Linked DNA regions of Muntiacus reevesi: region 2 is linked to region 1. The links are chromatin contacts, called in public Hi-C maps. All regions are on one chromosome and are shown on one strand. Each heading gives the region's core, a stretch centred on a gene start, on an enhancer-like site or on the middle of the called end of the contact. The rest is flanking DNA. Distances are from core to core; before and after follow the strand shown. Region 1 holds the start of BAG4 (BAG cochaperone 4). Region 2 holds the start of NSD3 (nuclear receptor binding SET domain protein 3).

Region 1 (7,526 bases), core at 155-2,654:
TTTCTGGAAAAGTCACTACCTAGTCTGAAAAGCTAAATACTCCCAAACGGTAAAAGACTGCAAACGGCCACACAGTATAAACCTTACGTTTAGTGCTAATTAAGTCCAACTGATGTTGTATTCGGAGAAGTCAATGGCACCCCACTCCAGTACTCTTGCCTGGAAAATCCCATGGATGGAGGAGCCTGGTAGGCTGCGGTCCATGGGGTCGCTAAGAGTCGGACACGACTGAGCGACTTCCTTTCCGTTTTCACTTTCATGCATTGGAAAAGGAAACGGCAACCCACTCCAGTGTTCTTGCCTGGAGAATCCCAAGGACGGGGGAGCCTGGTGGGCTGCCGTCTTTGGGGTCGCACAGAGTCGGCCACGACTGAACCGACTTAGCAGCAGCAGTAGCTGTTGTATTACTATTTTCGTTTCTGCAAGAATCCTTTCTCTAAGAATTCTCATTCATCCACCCAGTAATCACCTGATATTTCGAAATACCACAGGTGAGAGACAATGGACCGGGGAAACGGTAACCTTCACATGTGAGCTTCAGCAGCTGCATCCCTGAAAAGCAGAAATGAATTCTACAGCTTGCCCGGGGGACCGGTGGAAGCTGCGAGAGAGGGGATACAGGGAGTAGGCGAGAAAGTGGCAAACGGTGTGTCCCGTGACTCAGGCATCCTCCGGAGGATGCCAACGCCGAACGTCCAGAACTGCACTAAAAACAAACCGCCCCCGGCCCGGCCTCATTCTATCGGCTTCCTCCTTAAGAGGCACCCTCCTGGGAGGAAGGGTCTCACCCCAGACTTTCACTCTGAGGAGATGAGCTACTCACTGTCGATGTCCTCGATGAGGCTGGCGGTGCCGGGCATATAGTTCATTTTGAGTAGAGACAGAGCTGCAGTGTATAGCGGCGGTGGGCCAGCGCGTCCCACACCTCTTTCCTCCTTACCGCGGTCGCCACCTCTGCGGGACCGGGACAGGAACCCGGACCCGGACCAACGCCGCCGCCCCGGCTTTCAGTAGCCGGGGCCTGCAGGAAACGCCGCCATGTCGCCCCACCCACTTCCGGCATCACGTGCCCGCCCTCAGGAAGAGGTGGGACCGTTCATGTGGTTACCCCCGCCCCGGGATACCTTTTGCATATCCCTGACGAGAAGGGGAAGAGGAGTCTAGACTGCACAGACAGTGCGGAGGTGTGTTCTCCCTTTTAGGAACACTCGTTCTCCTGCTTCCTAGACCTCAGAGTCACGGACACCGCCCTCGGCCTCTCAGGACGCGGAAGCGGAGGGGGGCGGGATCCGGCCTAGGATTGGCTGTTGCAGGCCGACCCCCTTTCCTTGCGGTCCATTCGCGCTCCCCCGCCGGCGCCTGCGCGGTGGGCCGGCCGTGGGGGGCGGGGGGGCGGGAAGCGCCTGGGGGCGGCAGAGCCCATGTCGGCCTTGAGGCGCTCGGGCTACGGCCCCAGTGACGGCCCGTCTTATGGCCGCTACTACGGGCCTGGGGGTGGAGATGTGCCGGTGCACCCGCCTCCGCCCATCTACCCCCCGCGCCCCGAGCCTCCCCAGCCTCCCATTTCCTGGCGGGGGCGCGGGGGCGGCCCGGCGGAGACCACCTGGCCGGGGGAAGGCGGAGGAGGCGATGGCTACTACGCGTCTGGAGGCGCCTGGTCAGAGCCGGGTCGTGCTGGCGGAGGCCACCAGGTGAGCTTTGCGCCACCGGTCCCCGGGGTGGGGTGGGGGGGTCCGATAGGGGAGTCTTTGGGGGTGAGGGCCATTGGGATTGATACAGCTCCCAAGAGTTCGTAATGAATTGGGTTTCGTGCGTTTTCCTATTACGGCTTTGGAGAGACAAGAGACTAGGATCGTGGGTGGGGGTATATACTTGTGTTTTCTCTACCCCTCCTGCTGTGCTTCAGCCGTAATAAATGTCTTCTTACCAGGAAAAAAAAAACTGCGCTGAACCTGCTAAGCTGAGTAGCAGGCTGTGAATCTCTCATCTGGGGGACGAGGTTGGGCTGGACTGACCTGGCTTTGCTTTTCCAATCCTAACAATTTATCCTGCGTGGTTCGTGGGGGCCGGCTCTCTCCGAGGAGGGAGGTGGCCGCAGCCCCCTCCCGCTGGGAAGGAACGCGAAGGAAAGGGAGGGACCTGGGCATTTAGCCCTTTGCCCCTAAAGCATTGCCCGGCATTGAATCACCGGTCATCATTACTGTTGGAAAGCACCTATCCGTGGGTTGTATATAATCGTAACGGTGACTGCGACGTAGATGTCATCACAGGGTTCCTGTTTTACGATGGAAGAACTACTGGCCGTGAAAGGTTAACTCACTTGCTCAATATATTCAGACCTCTGACATTTTATTTTGTGTCGTCGTGCCGGAAATATACTTCTGTTTTGTTAATGCAATATTCGTCGTAGAGGATTACGGTTCTATGGTGAGGGCACACCTGTTCTTGTCTTCAGGAATTATAACATTCTCATTGGTTGAAATTTAATAATGAAATTCCCAGACATTGCTGGTGGAAATGTAAAATGGTTCAGTGTTTTGGAAAACGGTTTGGCAGTTCGTAAAAACGTTAAGTGTACTGTTAGCAAGCCTGCTGCTAGATATATACCCAAGAGAACTGAAAACATGTCCACATAAGAACCTGTACACACATGTTCATAGCAACGTTATTTATAATAGCCAAAAAAGGGAAATATCCCAAATGCTCATCAACTGAAGAAATGATAAAAATAGTATATTCATACCCCTGGAGGGAATGGCAACCCACTCCAGTATTCTTGCTTAGAGAATCCCCATGGACAGAGGAGCCTGGCGGGTTCCAGCCCATAGGATCGCAAAGAGTCAGACGGCACTGAACGAACGACTAACCACAGCACAGCACAGTGTATTTATGCAATGAAATTGTTTAGCCACAGAAAGTAATGAAGTACTGAGACATTCTGTAAATGGATGAACGTTGAACATATGCTACATGGATGAAGACGCAGAGACCAAATATTGTATGAATCCATTTTTTGGAAAAATCCAGGATATAGAAATCTGTAGAAAAATTTGTTTCCAGGGGCTGTGGACCTGGGGACATTGAGGAAGATAGATAAAGGGTATGGAGTTTCCTTTGGGGATGATGAAAATATTCTGGATTTAATGACGATAGCTGCACAGGTCTGAGTATATTAAAACCATGAATTGTACACTTTAAAAGGGTGAGTTTTATGGTATATCTTTAAAAAAATTGTATGAGAAAAAACATGTAGTGAGAGGTTAATTGTTAAGAACGGTCCATAATTTCTCTGTCTAAATCTGGAATAAGGAGCTGTGGGATTTTGGTCCCATGACGGAGTAGCGTGATGAAATACTTGGTCTGTAAGTAGGCAAACTAGACCGAGGCTAACTTGAAGGGATAGAGGGGAGGCCTGCTGAGCTGAAGACTCTGCCTGGACTTGCTGTGGTATCAAAACAAAAATATGTTTTGTTTTTGTTTTTGGTTAGGATTAGAGAGGACTTCCTAGGTGCCTCAGCAGTAAAGAATTCGATCCCTGGGTCAGGAAAATCCCCTGGAGAAGGAAATGGCAACCCACTCCAGTGTTCTTGCCTGGGAAATCCCATGGACAGAAGAGCCTAGCGGGCTACAGTCCGTGGGGTTACAAAAGGGTTGGACATGACTTTGTGACTTTTTTTTTTTTTTTTTTTTAAGGTTAGAGAAGTTAAGATCTCAGTGTCATGTAGGGAGTTGTAGGTTAAGGTGGAGAACAGGTGTGCACACAGGTGGGTGATGGTGCTGGAGGGGTGGAGGATAAAGCTGGAATGTATGATGGGCATTTGTAAATCATTTCAAGAGTCTTTCGGGCAGATATTTCTGAAACTCAAAAAGTATCTGATGATAATTTCTTAGGTAGCAGTAGGAAACTCATACAAAAAATAAACGTGATGTCCTACATACTGCAAATGTTTTTTCTAAATTTGTGGCTTGTCTTTTGACTTTTTTGTGGTTTTTGACATATGTTTTGCATTTTTATATAGCCAAACATGTCAGACTTTAAAAAGGTATAGGAACCCTTTACAGCCGTACTCTAAAACTGTGGGCCATGGACCGGAAGCTTCAACTTCACTAGGGGGCTGTTAGAAGTGCAGACTCTTTCCTCCTCCATACTTACTGCTGCTACAGATTAATAAGATCCTCAGGTGAAGCATATGCGTATCATGTTTGAGAAGTGTTGCACAACGGAATTGAACGTGTTGAGATGAGGCTGCTCTGAACTATTAAAAAGGCTTGACTCTATATTAATGTATTTAAATATGGCAGGAGAAAAATGGAGAACCTCTTGCTGTTTTCTTTTCTTTTTTTACTTTGTTAGCTAGACTTGCAGCGCTGTAGTTTGATTCCTAAGCTTGCAGCACATACATCACCTAGGAGCTTGTTGGAAATGCTGTATCTCAGGCCCTGCCCAAAGCTTTTAACAAGACATCACTTTGCCGACAGAGGTTTGTCTAGTCAAAGCTGTGGTTTTTCAAGTAGTCATGTACAGAAGTGAGAGCTGAACCAGAAAGAAGGCTGAGCACCGAAGAATTGATGCTTTCGAACTGAAGTGCTGGAAAAGACTGTTGAGAGTCGCTTGGACAGCAAGGAGATCAAACTAGTCAATCCTAAAGGAAATCAACCCTGAATATTCACTGGAAGGACTGATGCTGAAGCTGACACTCCAATGCTTTGGCCACCTGATGCGAAGAGCCAGCTCATTGGAAAAGACCAGGATGCTGGGGGAATTTAAGGGCAAGAGAGAAGGGGGTGACAGAGGATGAGATGGTTGGATGGTATCATCAATGGACATGAGTTAGAGCAAGCTCCGGGAGATAGTGAAGGACAGAGAAGCCAGATGTGCTGCAGTCATGGGGTTGCGAAGAGTTGGACATGGCTGAGTGACTGAACAACAACTGGGTGATTCCCATGTTCCCCAAGAACAAGTCATCTGAGAGAGTGCCGAGATGGACGGAAGCTGGAAGCCGCAGCCTCTTATAACCTCATCTTGGTAGTGATACACCTTCACTTATGCCGTACATTACTAGTCATGGAGACTGACCCCGGGACAGTGTGGGAGGCATCTTCACTCAGATGTGCATACAGAAGGCAGGGGTCATTGGGAGTCATCTTGCAGGATGGTTACAATGGGAGGGTTTGGGGAGACAGCTCAGGTTAGGCTCCCAAATTAGGTCAGAAAAGAAAACGGCATGTGTTTGAACAATGTCTGAATGTAGATAGGTTTTTTCCTCAACATTTTATTATAAATATTTTCAAACATAGAAAAGTTGTAATTGTACGTGAAGACACACATACCCACTGTCTAGATTTTAGTAGCATTTATTACATTTATCACGTGTATCTATCTAATTTTTTGGTTGTGTTTTATAATGAGTTACATAGATTGAAAAGACATTTTCAAAGGTGTGTATCAACTGGAAGTGAGGATTGCAGGAGAAACAGAAGGATTCTGAATTTTTAGTATTTCCTAGGATTAACAAGGAAGAACAGATTTTTATGGGAAGATGTGGTTTAGTTTTGTACCAAAGAACTAGGGATCATTTCTTTTCAAAAAACGATATTGATTTGTTTGGCTGCATCAGGTCTTAGTTGGGGCATGTGGGATCTTTGTTGCATCGTGTGGGATTGTTTGTTGTGGTGTGGATGTGAGATCTTTATTCCACAGCCAGGGATGGAACCCCCTTCGCCTGCATTACAAGGTGGATTCTTAACCACTGGACAGCCAGGGAAGTCTCACCTTTATTTCATTTCTGCTGGAAGCCAGTTTGTGATGGTGGTTACCAAGCTCTGGATGCAGTGTATGAGACTGATGAATGAGATGCCTGAGATTTTGTTATTGTTTTCCGATGCCCAGTTTTACAGTCTGTGGCATTGAGGAGTTGTCTGTGGGAACAAAGCAATAGGTGTGGGACTCAGCAGGGAGTCAGGGGATGGAGACAGTGATTGGAGAGTCACTACATGGAAGCATGGGTGACTTACCTGATTGGGTTATGCTGCCAGGGGAGAGCTTTGAGATCTAGTAGGGTGACAAGAGAGAGAAAACCCAGAAGACAATGAGTGAGAATACTTGGATAGGAGGAAAAGCAGGATGTCATGTAATATAGACGACCGATACTTTGCAGGTTAGTGATATGAGAACTGAAGAGAAGCATTTGGATTGGCAGTTAAAGTGGTGTTGATTTTAGTGGTGGGACTTTAAAATAGTATTAAAGTAATGATTGGGGGATTTGGGAAGACAACTAGTATAAACTGTTGGTAAATGAGAAAATGGTCACTTGACTGGGAACCAGGGTTGAGGGAAGCATTTTTAGGATTGAGTGGCTTGAGAATGTTTGTCAGCAGAGGAGAGAGAAAGCTAGTAGATTGTGAAAAAGGATACTAACAGAAGGGTGGAATGTGTCTTGGGGAGAGGTGGAGTAGGAAGTGAGGAAGACCCGAGAAACCTCCTCAGAGCTAGAGAAGGGGAAATGAAGCTGTTGGGAGGGGAGGGCATTGCAGGAGTTTCAGCTCATGGTTGATGAAGCAGGAGGTTATCTGAGGGTCAAGGAAGTGGGATGGGATAGCTGAGAACTTGATATGGTGAATATTTGAAGCAGGTGCTAGGGAAAAGGAAGGCTGTGTAGGGAAGCACGGCAGAGACCCACGTGACAGTAAAGCTGAGATTGTGATGACGGGCCAATACAGGAGCAGAAAGTGCTTTTTAGTGATTTTTGGAAAATAATTTATAATGTATTTTTCTAATGTGTGTGTGTGTGCTCAGTCATGTCTAACACATTGCAACTCTATGGACTGCATGCAGCCCATCAGGCTCCTCTGTCCATGGGATTATCCCAGCAGGAATACCCGAGTGAGTTGCCCTTTCCTCTTCCAGGGGATCTTCCTGACCCAAGGATCGAACCCATGGCTTCTGCAGCTCCTGTATTGGCAGGAGGATTCTTGACCACCCAGACACCTGGGAGGCCACCTGGGAATTTTCTAATAATTTTTGTCTAATTCTTGTGAAAAAATATAACAAATTTGTAAATGGATCGTAGGTAGAAGCAGCACTACGCAGATCCCTCTGCTGTTTGGTTTGTCTGGGCTGGGGATGTTTTTTGGAGTCATGGTGGCAAGTCATTTTGTAAAGTTAACCGTATATCATAAGAAATAGTTATCTTCGTATGGGACTAGATAGTTCTATTAAATAGTTCTACATATTTCTAGATAAATATGAAAGGAGTTGACTTCAGCCTTCACCTGAGATTTAGGTATTTCTTTTCAAAAGAGAAGAAAGTAAACTTGCATTATATTCTTGCATAATTTTAATAAAATATCCTTCATCACAAGAACTTTAATTCATAATATTCTCACTTGAAAAAACCTTTTATCATATTTGTTTAGTTTATATCATCTTTTAGCATTACCTTGGCTAGTTTCAGACAGCACATAAAAAGTTTGGAAAGACTTGGGCACATGATAAAATTGGCAACTTGATTTATAGAACAGCTTCA
Region 2 (7,423 bases), core at 4,285-6,784, 170 kb after region 1:
TAAATTTTTTTTCATTTTCCTACTCACTTTCCTTTCAATATAATTCTAAACCAAGATGAAAAAGGGAACCTAGTAGAAAGAGCTCTCATTGTAGATCACTCAGTGGTAACACAGATTCACATCTATTGATAAAATTTAAAAATAAGCCAAGAACCATTTATCAAAGAGCTTTTCAAATTCAAAATCTGTCAAGAGGCAGATATACCTTAGAAGTACCGACACACATCCATTAGTAAAAATTGAACATTCTCTAAATCACAAAATTTTAAATATGCCTTTTCCCTTATTGTCATGTTACCCTGTATGAGCACAATGTAACACAAAAGTGTTTAAAAATACTTATTAAGTCCTTACTAAGGTCAACAATAAAAACAAAACAAAAACCCTCTGCGTATTTTAAAAAGTGTTAGGTAGTCATAATATAATCAATTGCTTAAATTTACCTGTATTTTATTTATTAAAAGATTAGCCTCCAGAAGTAAAACTCACCATTCATTTAAAAACTCAAGTGCTGGACATGGTGTTTATTAACATATGAATAAATCAGCTGCCTCTTTCAACATATAATAGACTTTTTTTTTAAAGTAAAACTAAAAACAGCATTGCATCAAACAGATTTTATGGATAGACATCAAATTCTAAACCTTTATAAAGCTCTAATGATTTTAATTTTTAAAGTGTTTAAAACAGATTTTTTGTTCTAAAAGAACTCAGTGAATGAGTATCCATGGTTATGAATTTTCTTCTTATAGTAAAAAATAATTTAAAATAATCAACGGTGCCTATGATTTTTTTTTTTAAAACTTGTCTTCAATTAGGTGCTTTTAGCTCATTTAACAAACTTACTACTGTCTCAGTCTTCTTTCCAAATTCTTTTCCAGGACCAAGCTGGACCTCTTTTTTTTTTTTTTTCTTTTTTAAAATTTCATTGATAATTTAATTAAAACAGGAAAAATTCTGCCAAAACCACTTGATTACTCAAAACACAAAATTCAAGATACCTGGGCAAGACTCACTTATGCGTGTAAAAATATTTTGTGTGTATGTTATATGTACAGCATGGTGAACAAAGTACGGGAAAAAAGAAGAGCCTTGACCTCACTGCAAGTTAAGCCCCTTGCGCTCACTATACTAACCATGCCTGACCTTGGGTATTCCCCCTCACCTTGAACTTTGACAGAAAGCACAAGTACATTCACAATGAAGTGATGTGGTATAAAGCAGCGATCCCCAACCTTTCTGGCACCAGGGACCGTTTCGTGAAAGATAATTTTTTCTAGAGACCAGGATGGAGGGGATGGTTTCAGGATGATTCAAGAGCATTACATTTATTGCGCACTTTATTTCTATTATTACTACTTCAGCTCCACCTCAGTCATCAGGAATTAGATCTCCGAGACTGGGGACCCCTGGGATAAAGAGTCAGGTAACAGGTTTGTTACCAAAGCCTTGGACTTAACTTTTTGGTCTCTGTGATTTCTCTTGTAAAATAAAGTAGTTGGACTGTATCTCTTCTATATAAAGAGGCTGTCAGGGACTTAATTCAGGATCTGCTATACTACTTATAACAGCAAAAACTTGTTAACAACTTAACATTCCATTCCAAACAATGGAATACTATATGACCCTTTAAAAAAACAAAAAGAAAGCTGTAGGTCCATGTGTGCTGGTTTACAAGGATGTCCCAGGTAGACTATTAAAACAAAAAAAGCAAAATGCAAACAGTGTGATCCAAGTTTATGTATTTTAAGACAAATATGTATACATATGTACAGGAATTTTCTAGGAGGACACACAAGAAACCTCAAAATGGCTATTGTGGAGAATGGAGTGCTAACTTTAAAAAAGTCTCTCAATCTTTTTTAATATTTGAAAAAATTTAAATACTTAGCATGTATTATTTTTATGAATTTTCTAAAGAGTAAAAGTAAAGGTCTTCTGATTCGGGTTTTACAATTAGAAAAGAACTTAGGTTCATATACTGGCTTTGTTCTTTACCATCTGTGTGTTATTAAGTTATTTAGCTCAATTTCTCCACCTGTAAAAAAGGAGTTAATAGTACTAATCCCACACAACTGTTGGAAGTATAAAAGGAAATCATCCACAAAAGTCACTCCGCCTAGCACATGTTTACAGGACAACAACTATCAGCAGCTATTACTAGTGTTACTATTATGAACTCCAGAAACTGAATACCCAGTTTCTGGATACTTAGAATCAGACAATTGACTGAGGACTTTGACAAGTCATTCAAGCATGACCAACCTCAAGGCAACCAATTTCCTTTACCCAAAACTCATTCAATCTGATCAATCTAAGAAATTACATATCTAATAACTTAAAGTTAAAAGAAAAAAAAGCTATCACAGGCCGCAAGTGAGCTAATTCTGGACATGCAAATTCTGGATTTTAATTAAGAATCATCTATCCAGAGTAGCCTTCCTCATTACATGGCTCCCTGGCCAAGGAAGCAGAATCCTCAGGGCAGCTGGGCAGGGCACCTTTCTCTTTACAAAATTCTGAATCTTTACAAAAGGCTGAATTTATAAGAGTACTTTTTCTTAAGTAATGCAAGCTTCCAAGAATCTTTTCTTATTTTAATATACAACAATCTCTCATTTTCCTAAAAATGTATGGCACTGTTAGTTCATTTACAAATTAACTACAAATAACATGTCAATCAAGCGGGAGATATAAAAATGAAACCACCATATAAAGAAATTCCCCCAAAAAAGCATACTGAATGGTTTTTTTGAGAGTAGCTTTTCCTCATAAGATTCTTTAAAAATTCAGGCTGAATATTATCAAATCAAAAACACTCCAAGCTGTAAATCTAACCCCTCTTCTGAAAGTGCTCTCCCAGAGTAACACTTTAATAATATTATATTTAATTTTTCCAAAAGAACAAGAATATATCTTAAAATTCTATTTAACAACTTGAAAGGATAATGCACTAAGATTAAATCAAAATGTAGAACAACTGGTTTGAGTCCATCATATTAAAATTTTAACAGGCCTTACTCAGTATTAGAGAACAATTTCAATATCAATATGATGGATTAAAGTTTGGATTTCCCCAATTACAATAATACAGCAAAAACAAAAGGTCATTCACACAATTTAATCCTTTTCAGTATGAAAAGAAAACAGGCTCCACTTAGTTTATCTAAATTTGTTAGTATTTAAACCTTTAAAATAGTAACTATTTTCAAATCACACAAGTAGATACATTTGAATACATCAGAGAGTTACTGTTGCTTTCCTGGAGAGTGTGATCTGAAGTTTCCACCAAAAAAACCTGGTACCTGAATGATGCTCTGAGATCTGCATGCCTACTTCACAGATCACTGCACTGTGCTGAACTGACATTTGGAGATTGTATTGAGCAACCGTATGAAAGCAAAGGGAAGGGATGGAGGAGGGATTATTTTAAAAAAGAAAACATTTAACACACCCATCCTCTATAAGCAAGAGCTATCAGAAAAACCATTTAAAAATACACACATTTCTAATTGTCCAACACTCAAACTATGGAAAGTAGATACTCTACCACAGGAGTCTCCAATCCACTCTTCTCCCCCACACAGTGCTGTGCCAAGAGCACAAGACCAAGTAAAACAACCCAGGCAATTTCCTTGTTTACTCAAAGAATTGCAAAAAACACGTTGACTGCCTCGGAAGCTTCTGAAACAAATGCATTTGCAATATTTAAAAGACTTTTCATGATCATGCTGGAAATAGACTAGTTATGATTCCTTCACCCAGTATTAAATATACTTTTAACTTTATTAAAAGGGTTAAATTTTACACTGCAGCTCATTAGCATGCCGTGTTCGCAACCAGAAGGAAGAGGGAAAAGAGAGGTGGGAGAAAGCAGCGAAACACACAAGATGGAAAACATTACTACCTCCTTTGGTGGTTATGAATAATTTTATATGACCCCAAGATGCATGGGAAGAGTTCATGAATAGAAAGAAGGGGGGTTAAAAATCGTAACTGGCCCCTTCCAGATTCCTACTGATGTCGGAGACAAGAAGGAATTTATTTACACTGCAGTGCCTGGCAGCAAACATGGCTGCCCCTGCCCCCTTTAAATCTGAATAGTCTTCACTCCCTCACCAAAACCATCAAATTATGGCCATGGCTCTCCCTGTCTTGCTACCATTACAGGAACACACCTCCTCCTCCCTCAAAGCAGTAAAACCCACACCTCTCCATTTCACAACACCATAACCACTAGCTTCTCCATTCTCGAGCCTTGAAAGAAAACGCACAGAATAACAAATATAGGAACAAAAGGCTTTCCCTCCCTAACACTCCAGCAACCCCCCTGGCCCCTTCTTTTCCTTCCACTCTGACGCTTGGTCCGTAGTTCTCACCCCTTGTCAACATTCACTTCATTTCCTTCCCGAGCCCAATCCTGGGTCTCCCGGTTTCCTGAGTCTATTTCCTATCTTCCAATTGCATCCTGTCTCAATCACTTCTTATCCCTTTTTCCTAATCCACCTTTTCCTCCACTTCCATTCCCTCAGAGCTCCCTTGGGGCCTTGTCTCTCCATCACATTCCTTCTCCTTCCTCCAGACTCTCCTCTAGTTCACACACTCCACCCCCAAACCTGCCTATTTCACAGTCCGCCCAGGTCTCCCATCTCCGAACCCAACTCTCCTCCTCGCTCCCGGCCCCCTCCCCCGTTCCATCTTTATCCCCGCCCCCATCCCACCTCTACTCCCAATTCCCAGCTCAGCGCCACTCCATCCCTCATCCCAGTCGCTACCTCCCCAGCCCCACCTCCCAATCCCCTCCACACCCCCACCCTGCCCCATCCTTCCACACCCCCCTCGAGCCCCTCCGGGCCACCCAGTGGTCCTTCCATTCCTGCTAAGGTCTTTCTCCCGACCCGGGTCCCATTCCTAGGTCGCCCCTTCCTCGTCGTCCCCTCCACAGTCCTCCCTTCCAACACATACACACACCCTCACACACTCTTTCTCTCACACACACATACACGCGCGCATTCACTTTACCTTCAGTTTGTTCCATTCTAACCCCCCGGCCGTGTCAGTAGGATCAAAGGAGAGACACGGAGGCCCGGAGTGGGGCTGGGGCGCGGGCAGCCGCCGGGGCCACGGCGGGAGGAGGCGGAACCAAGCTAGGCCTCATGAAATCCCCGGGCTAGATTTCCCCCGCGCCGGACGCCTCTGCCATGGCCGGCCGGCACCGAGGAGGGGGCCACGGCCGGGTCGGGCCGGGGCCGGCCGCGCAGCGAGAGGAGGAAGACTGTGGGCAGGAGGGTGGGCGGCGGAGCCGGAGGGATGGGGGTCGCCGCGCAGCTGCAGCTCCCACAGGCGAGCCCGTGGCTGGCGGCCGGGCCGGGGCAGCAGGGTCCTCGGTGCTCGACGCGGCCTCGCGCGCCTCTCCGCGGGCGATCAATGTGGACAGTCCCCCTTGGCCTCGGCCTCCGCCTCCGTCCTGGCCGCCCGCTGCCGCCGCCCGCTCCCGCCGCCGCCGCCGCCGCGCACAAAGCCCCCCCTACTCCGACTCTCCGGGCGCCGCCGCCGCCGCCGCCGCCAAATCCTCAGCCGCTGATTGGCCGCTGGCCGCGGCTCCTGCCGGGAAATGCAGTCCGGGGCTGGGGGCGCCAAGGGCCGAAAGGAGGAAGAGGCTCGTCAGCCTGTGGAGAGGAGGGGCGGGGGTGGGGGTGGGGGGAGCCAGAAACGCGAGCCGCCCGGCGGAGTCTAGACGAGAAGTGAGACCGCAGGCGATCCGGGCGGAGAGACAGGAAGGCGCGATGCGAAGGCCGAGTGAAAAACAAAACAAAACTAGAGGACGGGGTGGAGGTTGGGCCTGTGAGGCCGAAGTGTGCTCGTGCGTGTTCCTTAATGCTTGAGGAAATAACAGCGTCTGTCAGTCACCCGACGGCGGGACTCCGGGGTGACACCGCGAGGCCGTCCCCAGACCTTAGAAATCCCCCTGCAGACGGGCGCCCGGTTGATAAAGATGAGCGGGGGCGGAGGGGCGGGGAAGGGGACAGAGATGTCTGTGCCTCCCTGACTGGCTCCCGCCCGACCGCTGTCAAAGAAGAGCTCCGCGTCCCACCCGGCTGTCTCAGACCGGAGCCCGTTGGGGGCCAGGCCCGGACGGCAATTCTCCTCAGACGCCTCCCGGGCAGGCCTCGGGCCCCCGCACGCCCGCTTCCTGCTCGCCCCGCGGGCCCGGAGGCTTGTGGGTAACGGGGGGAAAGGCGGCGCAGCCCGCACCCCGACCCCGAGGGCTCCCAAGGGCTCCCCGCCCATCACGTGCCGGGCCCTCGCCTGCTCGCCGGCCACACCTCCGCTTCGAGGGATGGGGGCGTTGGTACTCGTCCAGGCTCACGCATGCTGGAAGGAGAGGGAGGAAGCGGGAATCGAGATTCTCTGTTACCCTGTATCCACTCACCCACCCACCCCCATGCTAGGAAACTTATGTGAAACAATAGAAGGTCTCAGGTGCGTGACACGGTAAACGAGTCTTGCAGGAGTGTGACGGTTTGGTGATATTTCCTGGGGCCTGGGGATAATGACTTAGGACGCGGCAGCGCAGACGTGAATGTACAAAGGAAACACAGGCAGTGAGATGAGGAAACCAATACTCGGTTCCGAGAATCATGAAGTCATATCACCCACTAGACGTTAGACTCTCCACCGACGTTACAGTGCGGGACCTATTTGGTACTGTTACGGGCAATTCCTGCTATCTTTTTCTGTAAATACCACTTAAACAGGAAATTTAAAAAGTCCTACATATCAATGATTTTCATGGTTACTAACTATGGATTCGTTTTTAAAAAGAACCACCCTGTTAATAATGCTAAATTACGATATTCAGAATTAGGATCTCCATTACTATCCTTAACTATTTATACACCTATACTTGTGTGGTTGCTATGCTTGTGATACCAGAAGTTAAATGAATCAATAAAAGCACATTTTCTTTGTTTTAAATGTCTTTTTAGAACACAAATCTCCAAAGGGGATTTGTGAACTTATTTCAAATGTTTGATTCTACCTCCTGGAAAGAGAGGTTAAATTGGTCTTTTTTTTTTCTTTCCTAAGATCCTTTCTACCTCCATCTTCTTTTCCATCTTCCTGTATCTTTCTTGCTTTGTTGATAAGCCGTTTCCTTGGCCTGACACTTGGATTGTCCCTTTGAGGAGAATGTGGAAAATTATTCCCAGGGATTTTATTTTAATCTGCTTCTAAAGCTGTGCTGTCAAGAGTTTAAATTTATGTGAAGTAAATGCACAGTCTTTTCCTGCATAAGATATATATTGTCAATAATATTTGGTCTGGAGCCATATTTAGAGAAATAACTTAAAAATAATAATTTCTATTTTTAGCATCAAACGAGGTTCAGAGCATGCTTTCTCTTCTTCATAGAAAGTAAGCA

Evidence for each region. Hi-C and Micro-C count contacts between places; a contact is called where the count stands out from the background.
Region 2: a contact with region 1 is called in a Hi-C map of muscle, with 5 times the contacts expected there. The contact joins the promoter of NSD3 here to the promoter of BAG4 in region 1. A contact is called at or near these places in 2 of 3 Hi-C or Micro-C datasets (blood and muscle).

What each region holds. Positions count from the first base shown.
Region 1 is chr10:74,074,126-74,081,651 of mMunRee1.1, forward strand. BAG4 (BAG cochaperone 4) reads left to right here and starts at 1,405. Exons shown (of 5, transcript XM_065946604.1): 1 at 1,405-1,691. The coding sequence starts at 1,422. LSM1 (LSM1 homolog, mRNA degradation associated) reads right to left here and starts at 1,061. Exons shown (of 4, transcript XM_065947269.1): 1 at 824-1,061. The coding sequence starts at 869.
Region 2 is chr10:74,240,572-74,247,994 of mMunRee1.1, forward strand. It overlaps NSD3 (nuclear receptor binding SET domain protein 3), which reads right to left and starts at 5,535. Exons shown (of 24, transcript XM_065901540.1): 1 at 5,023-5,535.